Regions from separate parts of the Hordeum vulgare genome. Here region 2 is linked to region 1. The links are chromatin contacts, called in public Hi-C maps. All regions are on one chromosome and are shown on one strand. The core of a region is the stretch at or near the end of the contact, and the rest is flanking DNA. Distances in the headings are between cores, read along the strand shown. Region 1 has its middle 92 kb from the start of LOC123395908. Region 2 holds the start of LOC123452101 (bifunctional protein FolD 1, mitochondrial-like).

Evidence for each region. A called contact is a pair of places that touch in the nucleus more often than the background predicts.
Region 2: a contact with region 1 is called in a Hi-C map of seedling, with 2.4 times the contacts expected there. The contact joins the promoter of LOC123452101 here to the enhancer-like site in region 1. A contact is called at or near these places in 2 of 6 Hi-C or Micro-C datasets (leaf and seedling).

What each region holds. Positions count from the first base shown.
Region 1 is chr5H:391,530,101-391,534,919 of MorexV3_pseudomolecules_assembly, forward strand. No RefSeq gene overlaps it. Among protein-coding and RNA genes, the nearest start is that of LOC123395908, 92 kb to the right of the region's middle. Within about 2 kb of position 1,876, at least 3 of the 3 cell types and tissues checked have open chromatin away from gene starts, as enhancers often do. A contact at or near this core is called in leaf and seedling, where this site is marked.
Region 2 is chr5H:391,928,459-391,933,277 of MorexV3_pseudomolecules_assembly, forward strand. LOC123452101 (bifunctional protein FolD 1, mitochondrial-like) reads left to right here and starts at 2,840. Exons shown (of 5, transcript XM_045128686.1): 1 at 2,840-3,149; 2 at 3,775-4,094; 3 at 4,380-4,616; 4 at 4,707-4,819. The coding sequence starts at 2,906.

The DNA.
Region 1 (4,819 bases), core at 626-3,125:
AGAATTGCAGAACGATACGCCGAATTGATCTGTATACATTTCTAGCTAATACTACTACGTATAACTTAGTTTGGCTCGGTGACCAACATATTATTGCATTAAGCAGGATGTCCGAGCTTCAAATTTTCATCCCAACAAAAATAAAAAATTACTCGTTCACTTCCAGCCACTGACTCGTGGGCCGCCGCCATGCTCGCACGTCACGCGGGTAAGGCGTACATCCGAATACGGTAGGAGGCACCGTATTTGCACGGTCGAACAAGTTAAAGCACCATTTTCGTGTATTTTACAACTTTAGGCACCAAACTGACCGCACATGACAAGTTAAGGCACCCTTGATGTATTTAACTCTTTTGTGGCAGATACCCTCGCTACCATAAACAAACGTCGGTGCGTTCACTAGTCGCGTTCTTATTTCTATGAGAAAAATCCAGTCCGAAACCGGAGCAGTCAGCAAGAATCCGAAGCTCCCAACCAGTGAATCAATTTGTGAGCGAGAGGGCACATCAATCCACGGACAGGAAGGGAAAGTGATGGCTACTCCTGCTCCTCCCTCGATGTCCTACATGTAGGTACATCATGCAGGCAACAGTGGCGTGGGATGTGACTGTGCAATCCGACGAGGATAACGAGACGGATTGGGAGTTCCCTCTCCCTTGGATTGCATCTCCTTGCGTGGGCGAGGGCGGGCAGCACTCTGGCAACTAGTGGTCTTACCGTGCATGTGATGCGATTGCGACATGCCAAATGGCCGGCGGGTCACTGTGCCTCGTGGACCAACAGGAAGAAGAAGCATGGCTTGGCTGTGATCCCTTCCGGCTCCTTTTGAGATTCTTCGACCAAAAGGGCACGTATCCAAGGCAGCAAGCAAGCAACGGAAGAGACCGGGGTCCCGGCGTTTGGCCCATTGGGAAATAGGAGTACATTGGAATGGAGCCATGAGAAAGCGAAATCAGGACGCGACAACGCTTTGGTGTGTACACAACCTCAATTCAAAAATGTAAATTTGCCCCATCGTGTCTTACAATTTCTCACAATTTACAGAAATGCCGGCACCATGCTAACAAGAATACCAATTTTCAAAGTCAAATCTTATATTTTTTTCTTTTGCGGGTGAAAGTCAAATCTTATATGACACCTTAATCGTCGTTTTAGTATGTTCTGCAAACCGACGCACACCCTTGGTCCGAACGGGCCGCCCGTCTAAGCCAAAAAACGACGAAGTTTGTTCGGGTTTTGTGAAGTTTCTAGAAGCTTCGTAACCCGATTTTGGGAAGTTTCCTATTGATTTTTTTTTGGGGGTTCGAATTTGGTTTTGTTCAGCTTTATTTGGATTTTTTTTTGTTTTTGTTTTTGTTTTCCTTATTTTCTCGGATGCGTGAATTTTTAGATATTTGATTTTTTTTATAAATTCATGAACTTTTTCTTAACTTGTGAATTTTTCCAACTCCATGATTTTTTTTTACAAATGTCATGAAGTTATTTATTTTTGCTAACAATTTTAGGTAACATTTTTTTAAATAATTAGTGAACATTTTTCAGATTTGTGACCTTTTTATTTTTTGCTAAAAAAAATTAGCGAGCCTTTTAAAAATCCATGAATTTTTCCAATTTGTTAAAAAAATTAAATGAAATCCATGTGTTCTTTCAAATTCCTAAAAGTTTTTAAAATTCATGAGCAATTTGTGAAGTTCACAAAATAAATGCATGAAACTGTATTGAATTCGGGCACATTTTTCAAATTCATGAACTATTTCACAATAGTTTTTCATAGGGTGTGCTCGCAACAGAAAGAAACACTAGCAAGCACACAATAGTGATGGATCGAATGAGCATCATCGAGTGAGAGGGAACAAAACATGAGTTGCCAAGCAAGCTATATGGCCCATGGCCCACTAGGAGAGCATGTGAGCGCTAGTTGTCTTTGTGGCGCTTAAGGTGCCAAAGAGGAGCTCTCATTTTTTATACACTACACCTAGCGTTGCAAATAAATAACTTCAATATTCCATGACATATGTGTTTTTAATAACTAGTAGGCCTGACAATGAGCATTCATAACAAGTCAACAGAGATGGCTTGTCTTCTAAAAGAAAAACAAGTTTGTCGGTCGGGCCAAAAGATAGAGCAAAGCCCGGGCAGGACTCTCTCCTTTTTATGTCCCGACAACAAGGATAGAGTAGACCTCCTCCTTAGTGCATGGTGCACCAGTTAAGCAAATGGCGCTCACCCGTGAGAGGGCATTTTAGGCCAGCCAAAAAACAAGTATTCACCACACACACACGGATGAGCGAGCATCTTGTGCTCGTGAAAAAAGTGTAGAACTGCACGCACTAGCCGGTTCACCCAAAAACTCAACCTGATGGGGAAAAGGTGGGATATCCATTTATACATCAACGCTCCCCTCGTGTGTGGTTACCTCGGGCCTAGAGGTGGATCGAAAATTCATTGCAATATTTTATCTTTAAATTGTGTCAGCCGATTCTTCAACTAAAGGCCTTTTGATTCTGATACCATGTAAAACTGCACTCATCGACGGTTCATCCAAAAGCTCAAGGTGATGGGAAAAGGTGAGCTATGCATTTATATGTCAACAAAATGCAAGCAACCGATCAGGCTGATCGTAGATTGTTTAACCGTGACACATTTTACTATTGACCTCTTGCATGTTCACAGTTTATGAGACAATCGATTTTTCTCCAAAAAAGTTCATAAAATGTTGAAATTAACATCATTCAAAAAAATGTTCAACGGTTTAAGGACAAAATCACAAATTTGAAAACAAATCGAAAATTTGATTTTCCGTTATGCAAATATGAAAAAAGTTCATGAATTTGGAAAAAGTCTACAAATTTTGGAAAACGTTTCTTCAAAAATTCATCAATTTCAAGAAGTTCATGAATTTTGAGAAAGGTTCATTATGTCTAAAAAAGTTCGGAAATTAGGAAAATATTCAAGAATTTAAAAGGAATAGGAATACATTTTATAAACTTGAGAAAAGTTTGCTAATTTGGAAAAGGATGAATTTCAAAAAATGATCACGAATTTTAAAAAGAAACAATTCATGAAAAAGGAAGAGAAAGAGAAAATATATAATATAAATTTAACAAAAGCAAATAAAAATGGACAGAAAAACACACACAAAAGAACCAGCTACGAGAAGAAAAATGATAGAACAACTGCTCGACCTCTACTCTCCTTTTTAGGGGATGTTTAGTGAGCGTCAAATGATGGGGACAGAGGGTGCACACTCAGTGATCAGTTTTTTCCCCTTTTTTTTGGACTCACATGTATTTTCTTTTTCCTGTTTTTTGTTGAGCCTCGCATTTACCCGTCCCATTAATTGTTTTTCTGCTGTTGTTTCTATACATCACATCTACCTAGCACAATATTTTGGTAGTTTTGATCCCAAAGGTGAAGAATCCATCTCTCTTGTCACAATTCCGACTAATAAGTCTTTGCAACATTCTCTACAAAATAGCATCAAAGGTAATCTATAACCGTATGAAGCAATTGCTACCAAATATAATCTTAGAGCAACAGTCAGCCTTTGTTTGAGGTCGGTTAATCACCGATAACATCATCACATCGTATGAGCGCCTTCATTTCATGAAAAGGAACAAAGCAAAGAAGAACCAACACTGTGCACCAAAAAATGTCAAGCTACGGGCCAGAAAATCAATTATGATAAATCATCAATATTCTTCAATAAAGGAGTTTCAATAGTGCAACGATGGAAATAAAGGGGTTACTAAATGTCCCTAATGAAACTTTGAGTGAAAAGTATTTAGGCATGCCATCCGACGTGGGTTATTCCAAAAATGGTACTTTCAAATATCTCAAAGATCGCTTGTGAGAAAGGTGCAAGGCTGGATTGAGAAAACCATGGCAACGGCAGGGAAAGAGGTACTTGTCAAAGGAGTTGCGTAGCCAGTCCCAGTTTATTCATGTCATGTTTCAAACTCCCGACGGGTTTGTGTGAACAACTAAACATGTTGATCCGAAAATTATCGTGGGAAAGTAGAGTTGGAAAGAGAAAACTAGCTTGGGGTTGCATGGAAGGATATGACGCAACCAAAGGACATGGGAGGCCTCGGCTTTAAGGATTTTGGGTTGTTTAACTTATCGATGCTTGATAGGCACTCATGGAGGATCTTGCACACCCCAGATTCCCTAAGCTCTCGTATACTCAAGGGTGTTTACTTCCCCACGTCAACAATACTTGAGGCAGTGCTTGGACGCCGGCCCAACCAAATTTGGAGGGCACTTGTTGAAGGAAGGGACATCCTTAAACAATGGCTAATACGAAGAATTGGTGATGGATCAACCACCAATATATGGGATGATAATTGGTTGCCAAGAGATGATGATACTGTATGGGTGTAGAACGAATAACCCTCCTCAGACCATGTCATAATTAATTGATGTAACCATGGCCAGCTGGGATTTGAACCGCATTCACCAGATCATGCTTCCAATTGATATCCCTTTTGTCATGAGCATCCCGCTTCGCACTAGAGTTGTCTCAGATTTTTGGTCATGGAACTATGAGAAAAATGGTCTGTTCTCGGTTCATACGGCCTACAAAATTCTTGTTACAACAAAACATCGAGGAGAGGCTTGGCTCGAAGGATCAGCAGCGACATCAAGTACAACTCATGGAAATCGCTTTGGCATGTCCAAGTTCCAACAAAAATATGAATGTTTATATGAAGAATAGTGAGACATTCTTTTCCAACTGATGATGTGAGGGGGCATCACAACATGTCAAACAACAACTCATGTGGATTGTGTGGAGCCCTAGATTCATGGAGGCACTCCC
Region 2 (4,819 bases), core at 1,590-4,089, 400 kb after region 1:
AGATTATAAGCAACTGGCATATTAAAACAAAGCAAGTGACATAAAACTGTTGGGTCATATCTTTGGTGCCTATTATAGTTTGTAGGCAAACACCAGGGGCGTATATGCTTGCAAAACAACATATTTAGTAAAAAAACTGACGTAACAGAGATGGATCGTTTATATGTGTGGAAGTTCATAATTTTTAGGCAACACAAATGGAAAACATGGGCGACTTAGATGATAAAAAACAACAACAGACAACACATGGAAGATACATTGTCTTGCTCATCCAACCGATTTGATGGTTTGAACCTGTCATTCAGCTCCTTTACATTCACATCAATTTTTTGAAGCCAAGTTTGTGAAGAGAAACAGGCGGTACAAGAAATATATCAGTGCCAATCGAAAGAAATGAATCTATAAAAGAAGAAGTAATTGAACAAGAAATGTGGGATTTATTTTCATACCAAAAACCTAAGAGGCATAATTACTTTCCTGCACCCCACCCACCCGTTGAACATGATTGCCTCAATCCCTAACTCAAATACACGAGTTTTCAGCCACCCGGTCTTCTTCATTGATTGAGCAAGCTCGTTCATTATGTAGTAATAGCCGTGATAGTTTATGATCAGTGGCATGTAGAACAAGAAAGGTTCTTATTGAGCAACTGTAAAAAGAAGAAGAACATTTGATGAGAAGCAAAAAAGGGGTTCTTACTGGAAAAAAAATGCACATTTTATCCCCCCCCCTTCAACGTCCTTGTCGTCCCTCCTCCTCCTCCAAGCAATAGAATCATTGCATACAATCTATTTATTTCTGCTGAGCAAGTGAAGTCCTTTTTCGCTTCTACATTCACATATGGTGACCTTTGTGGTGGCAGAGCTTTGAGTATTCTCCTCTCGCGCTTGAGAGGAACAGGCTCACCCGAGCTGCTCGCAGCACCTTTGCTCGATTCCCCTCATTGTTTATTTTGCATCAACAGTTGGTGTACTGAATTGTTAAGGTGACAAGTGCCATGCGCTCTCTGTTGTTGCTGCACTTTTCACTGCCCCTCGATGACTTCATTGAAATCAAGGTTGCCCCAGTCAATTCCCCACTCGACGTCTACGGTGACCGGTGCGTTTGCCACCCCCTCATCCTCTGATGTGTTCTCCTCCTTGCTTTTATTTTCCTCTATTTCATCCATGTCGAGGTCAAACGTTGGAGTTGGGCAGTAATCATCACAAACAACACTTCTAGACTTTGATCTTTACAGCGATAGTGGTGCCTCACCTGAATCAGATGCTCCTTTGTTCGATGATAGATTAATGACAGAGGACGCCCGTATTACTGGTATGGTCCCGGCAGATTTACTTCTCACGAGTGGTGGCGTCGACCCTGGGCTGATGCACTTTTCCAGCAACTCATTGATGCCCCGAATGTCGTCGAATGAGATTTCTTTGCCTTTTCCAGAGCATGCGTCAAGCAACTCCATTGCTAGAAAACTAAGAAACTGCATTCAAATTTCTAAACAACTGTCAGTTTAGATTCAAGCAACTCCGCGGAAAAACAAAAAACGGACACCTCCATCGCTAGAAACCTTAGCGGCCGACGCACTAGATCTCGGTGGCTTCATGATGCTAGCCTCCCGCATCGTGGCCAGCGCCTCCTCCTCGAGCTCGAGCTCCTCGAAGCGGCCGACGCACTCGATCTAGGTGGGATTCGTGATGCCAGCCTCCCGCATCGCGGCCAACACCTCCCCCATGAGCCTGATCTCCTCGAAGCTCTCCACCTCGACACTCATCTGTTGTTGCTGCTGCGAGCCCCTCTCCCCGCCCTGGCCCTCTCCTTCAGCGACCTTGGGGGCATGTGGTGCCTGTGGACGCACTGCATAGCCTCCGTGCTCGAACACGAGTAACCTCGCCGTCCCAATCGCCCGTCACACCACCTAAACTCTAACCTCGTCGTCCTAACCGAGATCTGGAGCAGATGCGCGCGAAGAGATGCCGGGGTTTACCTCTATGTGTAGCCAACGTCACACCGCGCCCGCAGACGGCTTCCTGCACCAACGAATCTCCAGCCAGATCACCACCGCAGCCCCGTGCAGGTCATCATTGCAGCTGAATGGGAAGGAAGGAGCGTCGGAGTAGTTCAAAAATGAGGAAGGGAGGGGATTCGAACAGGACGAGCGGGCGATGCGGGGAGCGTGGTATACCTGGCCAAACGGGTCGGGCTAAACAGGCCGGCCCCCAGCCCGCCACGACGACACGACACGGGCCCGGCCCGACACGATTTAAACGGGTCGTGCCAGCCACGCGCACGCCTCGGGGCGTGCCTGGGCCTGAGGGCTGGACACGCGGGCCAGCACGACATGACCCCTTTTTTAACTTATTTATATATATATAATAAAAAATAACGTAATAGGCCAAAATCGGCCCAAAACACAGCCCAATATATTAAAATCGGCCCAAAAAACAGCCTAACAGGCCAAAATCAGCCCAAATAATAGCCTAAAAATAAAAATAAAACTAGCAGGCTAGCGGGTCTAGCGTGCCTACGGGCCGGCCCGTATAGCCTCCGTGTCGTGCCTGGACCGGGAGGCTGCGTCGGTGGGCCGGCACGGCACGGCCCGGCTAATAATCGGGCCCAGACGTGCCGGTGCCTGGCACGATTGTAACGGGCCGGGCCGGGCCGTGCCGGGTCGGCCCGTTTAACCAGGTTTGGAGTCCACCTGTGTCGGGACGGCCACAGGATCCGCCGCGATAGGACGGCTCCGACAGGTGCGCTCGAGAGGTCCAATTAGTGCACTGTACTTATTAGCATTTGGAAAGAAAAAGTACCTGTTTAGTCGAGCTCACGAGGCCCAAAAGGCCCACAGGTCCATCAATATCTCCTGATTCGGCCTAGAGCAGCGAGCGCCTCTGGGCAAAGCGGTCTGACGGACATGGGCGGCGCCGCCGTAGCCTTGCTCGCCGCCACTAGACGACGCTCCATCCCGCTTGTTACCTCCTCGCTCCCTCGTGCTGCGCGCGGTCTCCACGAGGCTACAGCGGCAGCGGGGGAGGACAAGGCGAGGACGCGCCGGCGGAGGAGCAGTAGCAGCCGCCTTCTTGGACCAGACATCACCGACACCTGGGATCCACCCCCGCGCCCAGCGGCGAGGCCGTTACCCCCGCCAGCCGCCGGAGGTGAGCGGGGCTCATGTTTCTTGCTAATCTCTGCGTTAAGGTGTCGTATTATTGGCGTACGCTTCTTGGATTCGGGAGTACATTAATATTATCACCATTATATATACTTATGAAGTTTGAGAACGCTGAGTCCGCTTAATTCCAGTTGATGCGATTGTTCAGAACCCATGGTCACCCTGTAGTAGTGTTGCTCATGATTTAGAGGAGGTTTTAAGCTCCATCCTCTGAATGTGGAAGCATTGTCACATCAAATATCAGTTTAAACAGAAGGCGGGTGGAGATTGTTTAGAAGCTCTTCTTATACTGTCTAGTATTGGGTGCTTCGATTTGGTTGGTGTAAGTAACTTGTTGTAAGTACTAAGTACCCGAATAATGGTTTTTTTTTTCCCTTTCTTTCTTTCTTTCTTTCTTAGAATTTACTTGAGCAAGATGAATCAGTCCTGTGTAGAGTAGTGTTGTTTTACGTCTGGTTGGTGAAACGGTGTCGGACAATTTCAAGGTTTGACTCCTTTTATGGATGAATTGGCACTTGTTTAGGATATGTGCTTCACCTTATCTAATTGTTGTTCAGCATTGTATGCTAATGATTGATTGTTGTTAGTTCGTACTTTTGTTGGTCTTGTAGTTGATTACAAGTCCGCAGCAACCATTATCGATGGCAAGTCCATTGCAGAGGACATAAGGTTACAGATTGCTCAGGAGGTTCTTCAAATGAAAAATGCAGTCGGACATGTTCCTGGCCTTGCTGTCGTACTGGTAGGAGATAGAAAGGACTCTCAGTCCTACGTGAGATTCAAAGTAAAGGGTTGTGAGGAAGTCGGAATAAAATCTTTGCTGTCGGAGTTGCCTAGGAACTGCACAGAAGATGAGGTGGTGGATTCAGTGTCAAGATTCAATGAAGACCCGTCCGTTCATGGCGTCCTTGTTCAGCTACCACTACCACAAGTAATATATTCTACTTTTCTGGTTGCCGCCTTATAAAAGCATGATGTTTGGTTTAGTTTGTAGATTGATACCACGAAAGCCTTTTTCATCTACACAGATTACAAAATTATCTTGCTAACTGAATAATACAAAGTACTTCAGTTGTCATAGTAATAGATGAGCAACTGCAGTTGTATTTTATCCGAGGTTTCATTTCAATGTATGTTTAGCTTTATGTCCAAACTCTCTTGACATCATGCATCATCAAGCCTTTTATTTTATATATGATCATTTTGTGTAAATCAGCACATGGATGAAGAGAAGATTCTCAACGCCATTAGCCTAGACAAGGATGTTGATGGTTTCCACCCCTTAAACGTTGGTAATCTCGCCCTTAGAAGCCGGAAACCTTTGTTTGTTTCCTGTGCTGCAAAGGCTTGCCTTGAATTATTGCTTCAATCTGGTATTGATCTCATGGGAAAGCATGTCACTATTATCGGGAGAAGCAAAGTTGTTGGATTACCCACTTCCTTACTTTTACAGGTAAAGTTCTAAAATTTACTCAGGAATGCATTATCATGTAGTTTTGAACTGCATTATTAACTGTATTTTAACTTCGTTTTCTTTCTTCAGAGACATCACGCTACTGTAAGTGTTATCCACGCGTTCACAGCAAACCCAGAGGAGATTACTCGTGAATCTGACATTGTGATCTCAGCTGCTGGAGTGGCCAACCTTGTAAGAGG